2 separate regions of the Sus scrofa genome follow, and region 1 is linked to region 2. Evidence: chromatin contacts called from public Hi-C data. All regions are on one chromosome and are shown on one strand. Each heading gives the region's core, a stretch centred on a gene start, on an enhancer-like site or on the middle of the called end of the contact. The rest is flanking DNA. Distances are from core to core; before and after follow the strand shown.

Region 1 (6,264 bases), core at 1,791-4,290, 170 kb before region 2:
AACAGGAATAGTAACATTTATTTTGTGCTCAGTATTAGTGTAGCAGATGCCTGAGGATTTACATACCTTATTTCCAATGACAGTAATGCCCCGAGGTAGCTATTCCTAGTCTCATTTCATAGAAGAGAAAACGAAGCTCAGATTTTACAGAACTTGCCAAAAAGCCAACCGAGTAGAAGGGGCAGAATTAAGAACCAGACTCCACAGCCCAGGCCTCGCTCTCACACTATCCTGCATGACCAAGAGGACACTCAGGTTACGCCACTTTCATCAGGGGCGAGGTTTTGCTGGCTCCCAGAAGGTGAAGGAAAGTAGGTATATCTATTCTCTGTTGGCAGACTTCATTGTCATTCCGAGCACCCAGGAAAAAAACAGCCTCTTTTATTTTTTATTTTTTTGGCCATTTCTTGGGCCACTTTCTCGGCATATGGAGGTTCCCAAGCTAGGGGACAAATCGGAGCTGGAGCCACTGGCCTACACCACAGCCACAGCAATGTGGGATCTGAGCTGTGTCTGTGACCTACACCACAGTTCATGGCAATGACGGATCCTTAACCCACTGAGCAGGGCCAGGGATCGAACCTGCAACCTCATGGCTTCTAGTCGGATTCATTAACCACTGAGCCATGAAGGGAACTCCAAAAAACAGCCTCTTAAAAACCCTTTTTTGTCTATATGTCTAATGAAGGGGGTGCAAAGCCCCAGATCTCTCCAGAATGCTCTTTTTCCTTAAATAGAAAGTGACTACATCTTTCCCTTCAAAATTGTGCCTTTTCCCAGTGAAGGGCACTTCACTTGGCCTGATTCCATTCATATCGACATGGCTGTAAGGGACAGAGTTTTCCTAGTTGCCTCTAACGAGCCCAGTAACTAGCGTTTGGCGAGCAGGCCTGGGTTTCCCTCCTTGGTGCCTTACCAGCATTTTCCTTTGGGTGGAGATTCCTTCCTCGACCCTGATCTCTGCTAAGGGTATTCTAGCCAACTTCCGAGGACCTGCAAGATGTATTCCTTCCTCAAGGAAAGTTCTCTGATCCTTCACCAAAAGCAAGTTCTCCTCCTCGGAATGTTCCAAAGCACATCACTCAGCCATCGTCTATAGCCCGTATCACATTTCACCTGGAAGAGAGCACCTGATGCCATTAAGACAAAACTCTCCCTTCCCAGACTAGATGTTTAAGAGCGGAGATGATGCTTCCTTCGTCTCTGACGTCCAAGGTGCACAGCACATGACAGTACGCGGTGAATTAATGTTTGCAGGCCATTACACCCATGCCCAGCATCTCATTTTAATGAGTCCAGGTTGTTTTGTCCCCCTTTGTTTATGTCAGTCCTATTCTTTTCTTTCCTTTTTTTTTTTTTTTTTTTGTCTTTTCTAGGGCCGATCCTGTGGCATACGGAGGTTCCCAGGCTAGGAGTCTAATTGGAGCTGTAGCCACTGGCCTACACCACAGCCACAGCAACGCCAGATCTGAGCTGCATCTGTGACCTACACCACAGCTCACGGCAACGCTGGATCCCTAACCCACTGAGTGAGGCCAGGTATCGAACCTGCAACCTCTTGGTTCCTAGTCGGATTCGTTAACCACTGAGCCATGATGGGAACTCCTAATGTCGGTCTTATTCTTATAAGACCTTTCCCCATTCACTGTAGCCTTCCCCTACCCAACCCGGGGAATTTATGAACTAAATTCTTAGTGCTTCTATACTGCGTTGAAGCACGATTTGTTTTATTATGTTCATGCTCCATGTGCCCTGTATTTCCTTATGATATGTATTTCTGGGGCTTGTGTCTGTCCGGATGATGCTATTACTCCTGCTGTGAATGATTTTCATTGAACAAACACTGTGTCTCAGGCTCTGCTGAATGCTTCATTTACCTTATCCTGTTCCTTACAGAACTTCAGGGGCCCTGACTTTGTTCCTTGGCCTGTATCAGCCTGCAGCCTTCTCTAGTGGAATGCACTCCAGGGTTCTGACAACCAGACAGACGGTAAGACACTAGGAGGTAGAGACGGCATCTTTCTTACTCATGTCTATTGCAGTGCCTGGCAGAGAACAAATCCCCAAAACACGTTCCATAGGAGTGCTGGAGTTATACTGAGTTCACAAAACAAAGAGTGCTTTAAAACCTGTTTTTAGAAATACCAGCAGAGGGGGAGCTCCCGTCGTGGCTCAGTGGTTAACAAAGCTGACCAGCATCTATGAGGATGCGGGTTCAATCCCTAGCCTTGAGCAGGGGGTTAAGGATCTGGCGTTGCCATGAGCTGTGGTGTGGGTCGCAGACACGGCTCCGGTTTGACCCCTAGCCTGGGAACTTTCATAGGCCGTGGGTGCGGCCCTAAAAAGACCAAACAAAGAAATACCAGTGGACATTTCATAATTATCGAGTGAGAACTGGTCCCCTATCAGTATGGGAACTGCCAGATTAAGAATTCTACTATTAAAAAAAAAAAAAAAATCCTGAGATCCCCACTCTCCGTTAAATGGATGAGTTTTAGGCAAAAGCATGAAAGGCCGTGCTAAGAATCTTGACTGCAAGCTTCCCTCCTGCTCCCTGCCCGCACCCCGCCTTGTTTATCTCTGGTCTGTACTCCTATTTGCGTCTAAAGAGAGCACTGGTCTCCTCTTCATGAGCTGGAATGAAAAGATCTGATGGGAACTTAAAAGCTCCCCCACAGGAAACTGTCTAAGCCCGTGATTTACATCCTGGTTTTCTTATTAACTAACTGCCAGGTTTCGGAAAACTGGAGCCAACCCAAGTGGGGACCCTGGCAGCTGGTGTGAAGCGTGAGACCAGAGACCAGAGAGTCACAGTGGCTAAGAGTTGGGGGTCGGGGCGGGGGGCGGGGGGAACGACGAGGAGGCTGGGGAGGTTGGAGGGAGGAAATGGCTTCTGTAAATGTACCTGTGCTCCCGGTAAGAAGGATGGTTCTATGCGGTTAGAGGACAACTCACCCCTGATCCCTGCATAAGGGGGGAGTCAGGGAGGCCAGTCTACCAAGGGTTCAAGGGCAGGATCTGTTTCCTCCTTCACCTATCTTAGAATGTGTAGGAGAGAGGAAAAGATGAGTAATCGAAAGAAATGCAAACAGGCGATCACTGTGCACGGAAAACAGATAGCTTTTCCATGACATGAGAAACACTTCAAATTTTGACTTCCTGACAGATGAGGTAATGAGGACATCACACAGAATCCGAAGACTTTGTCTGATTAATTGCAATTTGTAAAACGACAGTAAAGGGGGGAAAAAGGGGAGGTGTCGTTTCATGGGCAGAGAGTTTCAGTTTTGCAAAATGATGTTCCGAGATGTCGCACAACCATGTGCATCTACTTGGCGCTTTATAATGGCTAAGATGGTAAAGTTCGTGTTATTTGGGTTTTTTTTTTTTTTAACCACAATTAAATTTTTTTGAAAACTTAAAAAAAATGAAAGAACAAAAAATAAAAAGAAAATAACCAATTCTATTCCAAAGATGAAAATGCATTACTCTTCTTTTGCCCCCCCCCAACCCTTATTCCCTTAGTGAGTCATCTCGTGTTATACATAAATATTCTCTCTCTTTATGTGGACAAAAGGGGGAAAAAGAGAAATACCTCAGTATCTGCAGAAGCAGAGAGGGCAATTGTGGATCTTCCTCTTTCTGTGGTTCTCTTTGAACCACTGGCCAATACGATGTTTTTGAAATTGCATGTGTATACTGGGTAACAAACAGCAAAGAAGCGTCTGAAGTCCAAAGAATAGGCTACATTAAGTCCTTACTACTCAATTCCCAATCAAAAGTCTCATAGAGATTTGGAAAGTTAACAACCGTGGACAGTCATGCCAACAGGCAAAATCAGGACCGATGCAATCGCCTTCCTAATTCTTCTTCCTCTCCCTTGGCCCATCCCGTTGTTTTCGTTCTCATCCAGTTGGGAGGCTGAGCTGTTTATATTGACTGATTTAATTTAGGGAAGGGACTGTTTTTGAATCTGGCCTGGTTTGCAGTTTTTCTCTTTTGGAGATGGGTGTTTGTTGATCAAAGCGACAAACAACAGTGTTGTTTTAATTTATGCTTCCTTTAGTTCTGCAAATTTGGGGAGGAGGGCTTTTTTATAAGAGGTAATGAGGCAGAATCCTCTTAATGGCAAGGATATTTTCTCACCAAATTAAAACCCATGTATGCTTTTTAAAAAATAATGAAATAAAAGTAGCTTTTCTTCGGGAAGCAAATAAATTTTAAAGTAAGAAACTTCCCACACAGTTTGAGCTTGCTGTTCCTATCAATACAGGCTTGGGAAGGGGATACGAGGATATTTTCTTTTCTTTCTTTCTTTCTTTTCTTTTCTTTCTCTTTCTTTTTTTTCCCAAACTTGAAGTAACAGAATAATTTACAGCAACAAGAATCTGATCAAAACATTTAAGACATATGCTTGCTAAAGCAATAATCTTAAATGCCAATAGCAGGAACAGAATTTTTTTCTTTTCTATTTCTCTGAAAAAAATATAAATATATGTAAATATATTTCATTTTTCAGCCATGCCCATGGTATGTGCAAGTTTCCAAGCCAGGGACTGAACCCATGCCACAGCAGTGATCTGAGCCGCTGCAGTGACAATACCAAATCCTTAACCCACTGAGGCACCAGAGAACTCTCTGAAAATGTATTACTTTATTTTAGTCAAATGAGCTCAGAACTTTGTGCAAATACCACTTCATTAATATTAGTCCCATGTATACAATGAGACTAGAAAATTTTGCTATGTTTTATTTTTTTAAGAGGGACAAACCATCTTGACTTTCTCACAGCATCATTAATGGAAATAGTACATACAGCTTCTATGTCCTAGATCAGAACTCTGAAAAACACTCTTTCCCTTAAGTGTGGAGACCATGGCATCACATAAATAAGAAAAGTCAATACCAGCTAAACCTGTCTCCCTATGATGTTCCTTTCTGGGTGTTCATTCGTCTAAAATGCATGTTTTATTGAGCAACTACTATGCCATGGGCACTGTGTGATGGAATCTGTCTATCAAGCTGGAGAACCACGGGAAAGCATCCCGAACCAGAACTGAGGGATTAGGAAAGGATTCTAAGCTGTGGGCCAGGAAATGAATGGGCATTAGCTGGGCAAAGAGAATGGAGGGAAGAGAGCCCAGCAAAACCTAGGCATGGAAAGAGATCGGTATGGCTGGAGTGGAGCACAAAAAAGAAGTGGCAAAGAGGGCTGGACACAAAGGCTTGGGCAGACACTGGACATGAAGGTCTGGTCACGTCCTGGTCAGGAGTTGGAAGTTTTTTTGTTTTTGTTTTGTTTTTTAGGGCCACACCTGTGGCATATGGAAATTCCGAGGCTAGGGGTCAAATCGGAGCTACAGCTGCCAGCCTACACCACAGCCAGAGCAAAGCGGGATCCGAGCTGTGTCTGTGACCTACACCACAGCTCATAGCAACACCAGATCCTTAACCCACTGAGCAAGGCCAGAGATCGAACCTGCAACCTCATGGATACTAGTCAGGTTTGTTAACCTCTGAGCCACGAAGGGAATTTCAGGAGTTTGAAGTTTATATACAAAGCAATGGGAAGGCGTTGCAAGTTTTCAAGCAAACCAATGGGGTCAGGTTTGCACTTCAGAAAGATCACTTTGCCTGCAGTGGCCACGGATGGGAGAGAGGCAAGGCCAGTGGACCAGTTAGGATGTGACCACAGGAATGCAGCCTAAGGGTCTGTCGTCCTTTCACCCTAGAAAGCAAGCTCCATGAGGGCAGGGCTTTTTGTTCGTTTACTCACTATGTAACCAGCACCTAGAAGAGTGGGTGCCACATAATATTTGTTGAACAAATAAATAGTCTGAAATAGAGTAATGCCAGAGAGGATTTAAGAGGAGGGTAGATGGGGAGAAAAATTAGGAAGCGGACTAGCCTTGTTAATCTTTGTGAAATTTGTTGTTAGTTTTTTCAGTCATGCCCCTAGGCCAGGGATTGAACCAGCACCACAGCCATGACAAAGCCCAATCCGAAACACACTGCACCCCAGGGAACTCCTGCGAAACCTTTAAAATCTCTTTCTTGATATAAATAGTCAGGCCTCTTTGCATCCTTTCCAAAATAAATCCATTTGATTCAATATAAAATATCTAAGTTACTTTCTAAAATAAGATGCTCACTTTGTATAAATCAATGATTTTTGGTAAATTCACAGAGTTGTGCAACCATAGCCATAATCCAGTTTTAGGACATTTTCATCACCTCAGAATGTCCCCTTATGCCTAGGCCCTG
Region 2 (6,163 bases), core at 2,619-5,118:
AATAAAGCTTCATATTTTATTGTGGTATAATTTACATACCATAAAAGTTTTCAAGTGCCATAAAATTCACCTTCTTTAATTGTACAACTCAGTGTTTTCACATTGTTGTGCAGCCATCCTCACTGTCTAATTTGGGAACATTTCATCACCGTATCCACTAGGGGTCACTCCCCATTCTCCCCTACACCCAGCACCTGGCAATCACCAATCTCCTTTCCATTTCCATGGATTTGTCTATTCTGGACCTCCCACGTAAATGAAGCCAAACAATATGTGACCTTTGGTACCTGGCTTCTTTCACTTAGCATGTTTTCAAGGTTCATCCGTGTTATAGTATGTGCCAGTACTTCATCCTTTATTTTCCAGCCACACCTGCAGCATATAGAAGCTCCTCGGCCAGGGATCATATCTGAGCCGCTGCAGAAACAATGCCAGATCCTTAACCTGCTTCGCCACAGCAGGAACTCCCATACTTCATTCTTATTTTTATGGCCGAATAACATTCCATTGTATGGGTATACCACATTTAGCTGATCTATCAACAGTCAACAGACATCGGGGTTCCCCCTACTTTGGGGGAATTATGAATAATGCTGCTATAAATACTCATACGAGCATTTGTGTGGATACATGTCTTCATTTCTCTTGGGTAAATTTCTAAGAGTGGAATTCTTGGTCATATGGTCACTTAATTTTTGGAGGAACTTTCAAGCAGTTTTCCAAAGTGGCTGCAAAATGTGGCTATGCTTCATATTTTCCCCTTAAGTATTTAGTCAGTGAATGGCTTTTAGGAAAAAAAAAGTCAATTAAGTTGCCTCTGGCTTTCCATCAGCCTTAGACTGATTTTTTTTTTTTTTTGTCTTTTTTTTTTTTTTTTGTCTTTTTAGGGCCTCACCCGAGGCACATGGAGGTTCCCAGGCTAGGGGTCTAATCTGAGCTACAGCTGCCAGCCTACACCAGAGCCACAGCAATGCTAGATCCGAGCTGAGTCTGTGACCTACACCACAGCTCACGGCAACACAGATCCTTAATCCACTGAGTGGGGCCAGGGATGGAATTCGCAACCTCATGGTTCCTAGTTGGATTTGTTACTGTGCGACTACGGGAACTCCATAGACTGATTTTGAATGTGGGTCACTGGGCTTCCATCCACTCAAGTTTTGCACCCCTGCTCCAGGAGTTGCAGCAGCAGAAGTTTTGAAATGATCAGTTAATGACTAAACAATAGTGGATCATTTCTCAAAGATCAATGGCTGACCCAGATAAGAAAAAGCAAAGTCCCCAAGTCTTCCAAATTTCCCCCTTATCCTCAGCATTTTCTCAGTGCCTCCCAGGTGAGGACAGAGACTTGTCCCTGTGGATGTTTGCTAAAGACAATGAAGTCATTTTCTTTTAAAGCCTTTACGTTAGGAGTTCTCTGGCTCAGCGGGTTAAGGATCCAAGTGTTGTCACTGCTGTGGTTCTGGTTACAGCCGTGGTGGGTTCGATCCCTGGCCGGGGAACTTTCATAGTTGCAGCCAACATTTAAAAAATAAAATAGGGAGTTCCCGTCGTGGCGCAGTGGTTAACGAATTTGACTAGGAACCATGAGGTTGCGGATTCGGTCCCTGCCCTTGCTCAGTGGGTTGACGATCCGGCATTGCCGTGAGCTGTGGTGTAGGTTGCAGACGCGGCTCGGATCCCGCATTGCTGTGGCTCTGGTGTAGGCCGGCGGCTACAGCTCCTATTGGACCCCTGGCCGGGGAACCTCTATGTGCCGCAGAAGCGGCCCAAAGATATAGCAAAAAAAAAAAAAAAAAAAAAAAGACAAAAAATAAATAAATAAAAATAAAAAATAAAATAGGGAGTTCCCGTTGTGGCACAGTGGTTAACGAATCCGACTAGGAACCATGAGGTTGCGGGTTCGGTCCCTGGCCTTGCTCCGTGGGTTAAGGATCTGGCGTTGCCATGAGCTGTGGTGTGGGTCGGATCCCGCGTTGCCGTGGCTCTGGCATAGGCTGGTGGCTATGGCTCCTATTCAACCCCTAGTCTGGGAAATGGCAAAAAGACAAAAAATAAATAAATAAATAAATAAATAAAATAAAAGCTTTACTTTAGCAATTATTCAGCTCTCCTTTCCCCCTCAAAGCAAGTAATCATAAATGTGATCAGCAAGGTAGAAATATTGTCTTCCCTGCAAACGTTAGAATTACAATTAACCACCAGCTTCCTCTTCTCCCCACGCCAGCCTGTACAGCTTTTTCTTATGTTGAGCCAGGGCTCTCTCCCTTAGAGGCTACAGCACAGACAAAAACATCTGTTGGGGAACCACGAAAGGCCTGAACCGTTCCATGGAGGGTCCTCTGAGGTCTGTGGTCTGTGGAACTCCAGGACGAGCCCTGGACACAGGTCAGCCACCTGCTCCAGCTCTGCAGATGGGAGCTGGGGGCCCAGCATCGTACGGGGAGCCTAGCAGCAGGCTGGCCCGAGGAGGGTGGTGCCCTGCAAAGCCTCGGAGCACTTTATAGGACTTGTTCACCCAGATGTGGGTGCGCGTACGGTTTGGGCACTTTTATGAAGTTGTCAACAACGTCAATTATGATCAATCCCCCTTCTCTCTTTTCTGTGTTTTAGCAAAATATGAAGCATTTTCCACCCTGGGCCCTGCCTAAAGCTCTCCCCAGTTAGTCACAATTCAGGTCTGTGAGAAGGTCTTTAACAGAATTTTCTGCTTCTTTTCCCTGCCTGGGAATGTCAAGTTATAAGAGAACCTATGCCTCAATGTCCTGGCAGCGCTCCCTCCACCAGCCCCTCAAGGCCACATTAGGTTTCCTTTCTTCCATTCTTCCAGGCACCCTACCCCAACTCATTTTGGAGGTAATTTGGGAAATGGCTTCCCAAAGCCCACCAAATTCAAAGGTTAAACATTTTCCTGATTTGACCCTCGATCCCCAAGCACCCTGCAAAGTGTATGACCTCTAGAGCAGGCCTGGGAAGATGGCAAATGAGGGAATGCTAAGAAAACAGTCCACATTCTGAATCTACCAGTTTTTTTCCTTTTCTTTTTTTTTTTTTAATGGCCACACCTGTGTCATTAGGAAGTTCCCAGGCTAGGGGCCGAATGGGAGCTGCAGCTGAGGCCTATGCCAGAGCTTGTGAAAACACTGGATCCTTAACCCACTGAGCGAGGCCAGGGATCGAACCCGAATCCTCAGGGGCACGTTCTTACGCTGGGTTCCTAACCCGCTGAGCCACAGCAGGAACTCCCCAAATCTACCAGTTTAAAAAAGCTGCTGCTTTCCTTCATTATTCTGTCCCTACCGTTTAGTAGGAAGAAAAGGCAAGAAGGAAAAGGATTTTCTCTGAGAATCAAAACTCAGCTCATGGCCCGTACTCTGCTCTCTCGCGTGAAGACGTCCCCCTCCCTCCCACCCCCTGGTCCCCAGGAAGACCTGCAGCATCCCAAGAATCTGCAAAGTTCACCACCAATCACTCTGCCATTGTTGGAGGTGAATCTCAGGAAGGAGCTGAGCTCCAGTTATGGGGATGATGAACCCAGCCTCGAGCTGCTCGAATCCTACGGCACAGGCTTAACCCACTGATCGACTTCATCCCCGTATTTATATGTCACTTCCTTCCAGTCCTGAGGACAGCTCTTTCACTTGACCCATGACCCTATCTTTTTAGCCCTTCCATTCTACTTCCACCTGCCCCGCTTAAGCCAACCTCTGTCTTGACGTCTTCTAGGTCCTTAGAGAAGGGGGAGCTTCTTATTTAGGCCTCAAGCCATTCCCTTTGGCCTCAGGTGGAAATTCTTTGGCTAAAGGTCACCCAGCCTGCATGTGAAGCAGGTCCCTGGCCTCTGCCCCCAGGAGTTCTTGGAAGCCTCTTATCTAGTTTCTGTGGACAGGTCCTTTATTCTGTTTCAGCAACAGGGTTGCCCATCTCATTCCACGGTCTGCCTCCTGCCTCTTTCCTAGCCCACCTGGCCAGGGGCCACCAGCCAACCAAGGATCCTGGTGTCCCAACCCCCGGCTCTGCCTCTTCTGCCACCATTGGTAACCAGGACACCCTGGAACGGAGCAGTAACACAAGGGTGTTGTTTTATTTGAAATTTATTTTCCTGGGTGGCCACTGCCAGGCCCTTGTACCTCAAATCCTCCCAGATCCTGGAAGAAAGAAGTTTTTGTTTGCATCTCGTAAAGCACGCAGCTGCCACCCTGCCATGCAGCCCCCAGCTTATCACAGGCGAGGACTTGGCAGCCATGATGGAAAAAGCCTTGGTGAATGGTGTGTGTGTGTGTGTGTGTGTGTGTGTGCGCGCGCGCGCGCGCGCGCGGGGGGGCGGGGGGGGCAGTGCTGAGAGTAGTTGCTGCACACCTTCTGTGGACATATTGAAAAAACAGGAAAATCCTGATTTTAGTGACATAAACGTTATTCTAGAGATATGAAACCTGGGCCTCTTAGGAGCAGGTGGTGATCTTCAGGCATCTGCATCCTTTAAATTACAACCTATCCACCTGGTGGGAGCAGACTGGCAGCCAGGAGTCTTGTCTTCTGCTGCCACCTGCTGTTTAAGAGAAGAAAGTCTAAATTCCTGGTTGGTCTGGCGATGAGAAACCAGCATTTCAGAGCTGGAAGAGACTTTAGCAATTCTCTAGTCCAATCCCTTCAAGTCACAGATAAGGAACTTGAGACTCAGACTGGAACAAGGGCCCCTCCCCGTCCCCTGCGCCATCCCCCACTTCTCTGGACAATTACACTCACTGCAAAGTACTCAAGTCCTCAGCAACTCAGATCATAGATGCATGTGGCCGCAAAACCCAGTGTGAGCAAATCTGTACATTCAGTAAATATATTCCCATGGGATTGCAGTCATGTGTGACAGGGCCAGGTAAGCAATACCAAGAGGTAATGTTTCGAGAACACCAGGGAGGGATCAGGTACTGTGTGAAGCGCTGTGCCCATCATCTCACTTAATGCTTCCAGGCACCCTATGAAGCCACAACTATTTTATCCCCATCTTACAAACTTAAGGAAACTGAATGGTTAAGTAACTTGCCCAAAGTCACACAGCCACATTTGGCAGAGAGAGACTTCAAATTCAGATCCATGCAGTACAAAATCTATGCTTTTAACCTTTTACCAATATTCATCACATTGGCTTCACATCACAAGAAAGGTTCACACAAGGAGAGAGCCCCTGCTCACTTTCTACCTTTCTTTGTCTGCATCCTGTCATCTTCCTTCCTTTGGCTCTCCTGCCCTGTGGTCCTCAGACCAGCAGCTTCATTTGGGAATGCAAATTCTCAGCCAGCATCCCAGTCCAACTGAATCAGAAAATCTAGAGGCTGGACCTCCTGGTCTGAAGAGACCCTCAGGGTATTCTGAGGCTGCTCAAGTGTGTGATCCACTGCTAGAGAACATCTAGGTCCTTCAACAACGGCTTGATGTCAAAGAAAGAATAGACAGGAATTTAGGTCTCTGTCTAATAACTGAAAACAGAGAGTGCCTATTTAATTTAGGTGAGGCCAAGCTCTAATCTTATTTAGCTAGAGGGAAAGGCTCTGCAATTTTTGTAGTTCCTTCCAAATCCCCCTTGACTCCTCACCTTTAGGCCTGTAGAGACAAGGGTCTGCCACCCACTAAGAGAAGCAGAAAAGGAAGCACTGCCTCTGGGCACAGGTGGAACCAACAGAAGAGGAGCCAAACCCCCATCCTCGGTCTGGTGTTCAGCAGCACCAAAGTAACGCCCCTACAAACAGTGCTGGGACAATTGTGTCTCCATGACGAAAGAAGACCTTGGACCCTTATTTCACTCCATATACAAAAATTAACTCAAGGAATCAAGACTGGGAAAAAAGAGGTAAAACTGTCATTGTTTGCAGATGACATGACGCAATACATAGAAAAATCCTAAAGATGCTACCAGAAAACCACTAGAACTCACCGATGAATTTAGTGACATTGCAGAATACAAAATTAATACACAGAAATCTCTTGTGTTCCTATACACTAACAACAAAAGATCAGAAAGAGAAATTAAGGAAACAGTCCCATTTACCATCACATTGAAGAGAATAAAATACCTGGGAATAAACCTAACTAAAGAGGTAAAAGACCTGTATTCTGAAAACTATAAAACATTGATGAAGGAAATCAAAGATAACACAGATGGGAAGAT

Evidence for each region. Hi-C and Micro-C count contacts between places; a contact is called where the count stands out from the background.
Region 1: a Hi-C map of omental adipose tissue shows a contact between it and region 2, with 1.8 times the contacts expected there. The contact joins two enhancer-like sites. A contact is called at or near these places in 2 of 47 Hi-C or Micro-C datasets (omental adipose tissue and skeletal muscle).

Annotation. Positions count from the first base shown.
Region 1 is chr8:72,337,902-72,344,165 of Sscrofa11.1, reverse strand. The region is part of intron 3 of SHROOM3 (protein Shroom3); the gene reads right to left. Among named protein-coding and RNA genes, the nearest start is that of SOWAHB, 200 kb to the left of the region's middle. Within about 2 kb of position 3,040, at least 9 of the 83 cell types and tissues checked have an H3K27ac peak or open chromatin away from gene starts, as enhancers often do. A contact at or near this core is called in omental adipose tissue, where this site is marked.
Region 2 is chr8:72,168,111-72,174,273 of Sscrofa11.1, reverse strand. All of the region lies in intron 2 of SHROOM3 (protein Shroom3), which reads right to left. Among named protein-coding and RNA genes, the nearest start is that of SHROOM3, 74 kb to the right of the region's middle. Within about 2 kb of position 3,868, at least 11 of the 83 cell types and tissues checked have an H3K27ac peak or open chromatin away from gene starts, as enhancers often do. A contact at or near this core is called in omental adipose tissue, where this site is marked.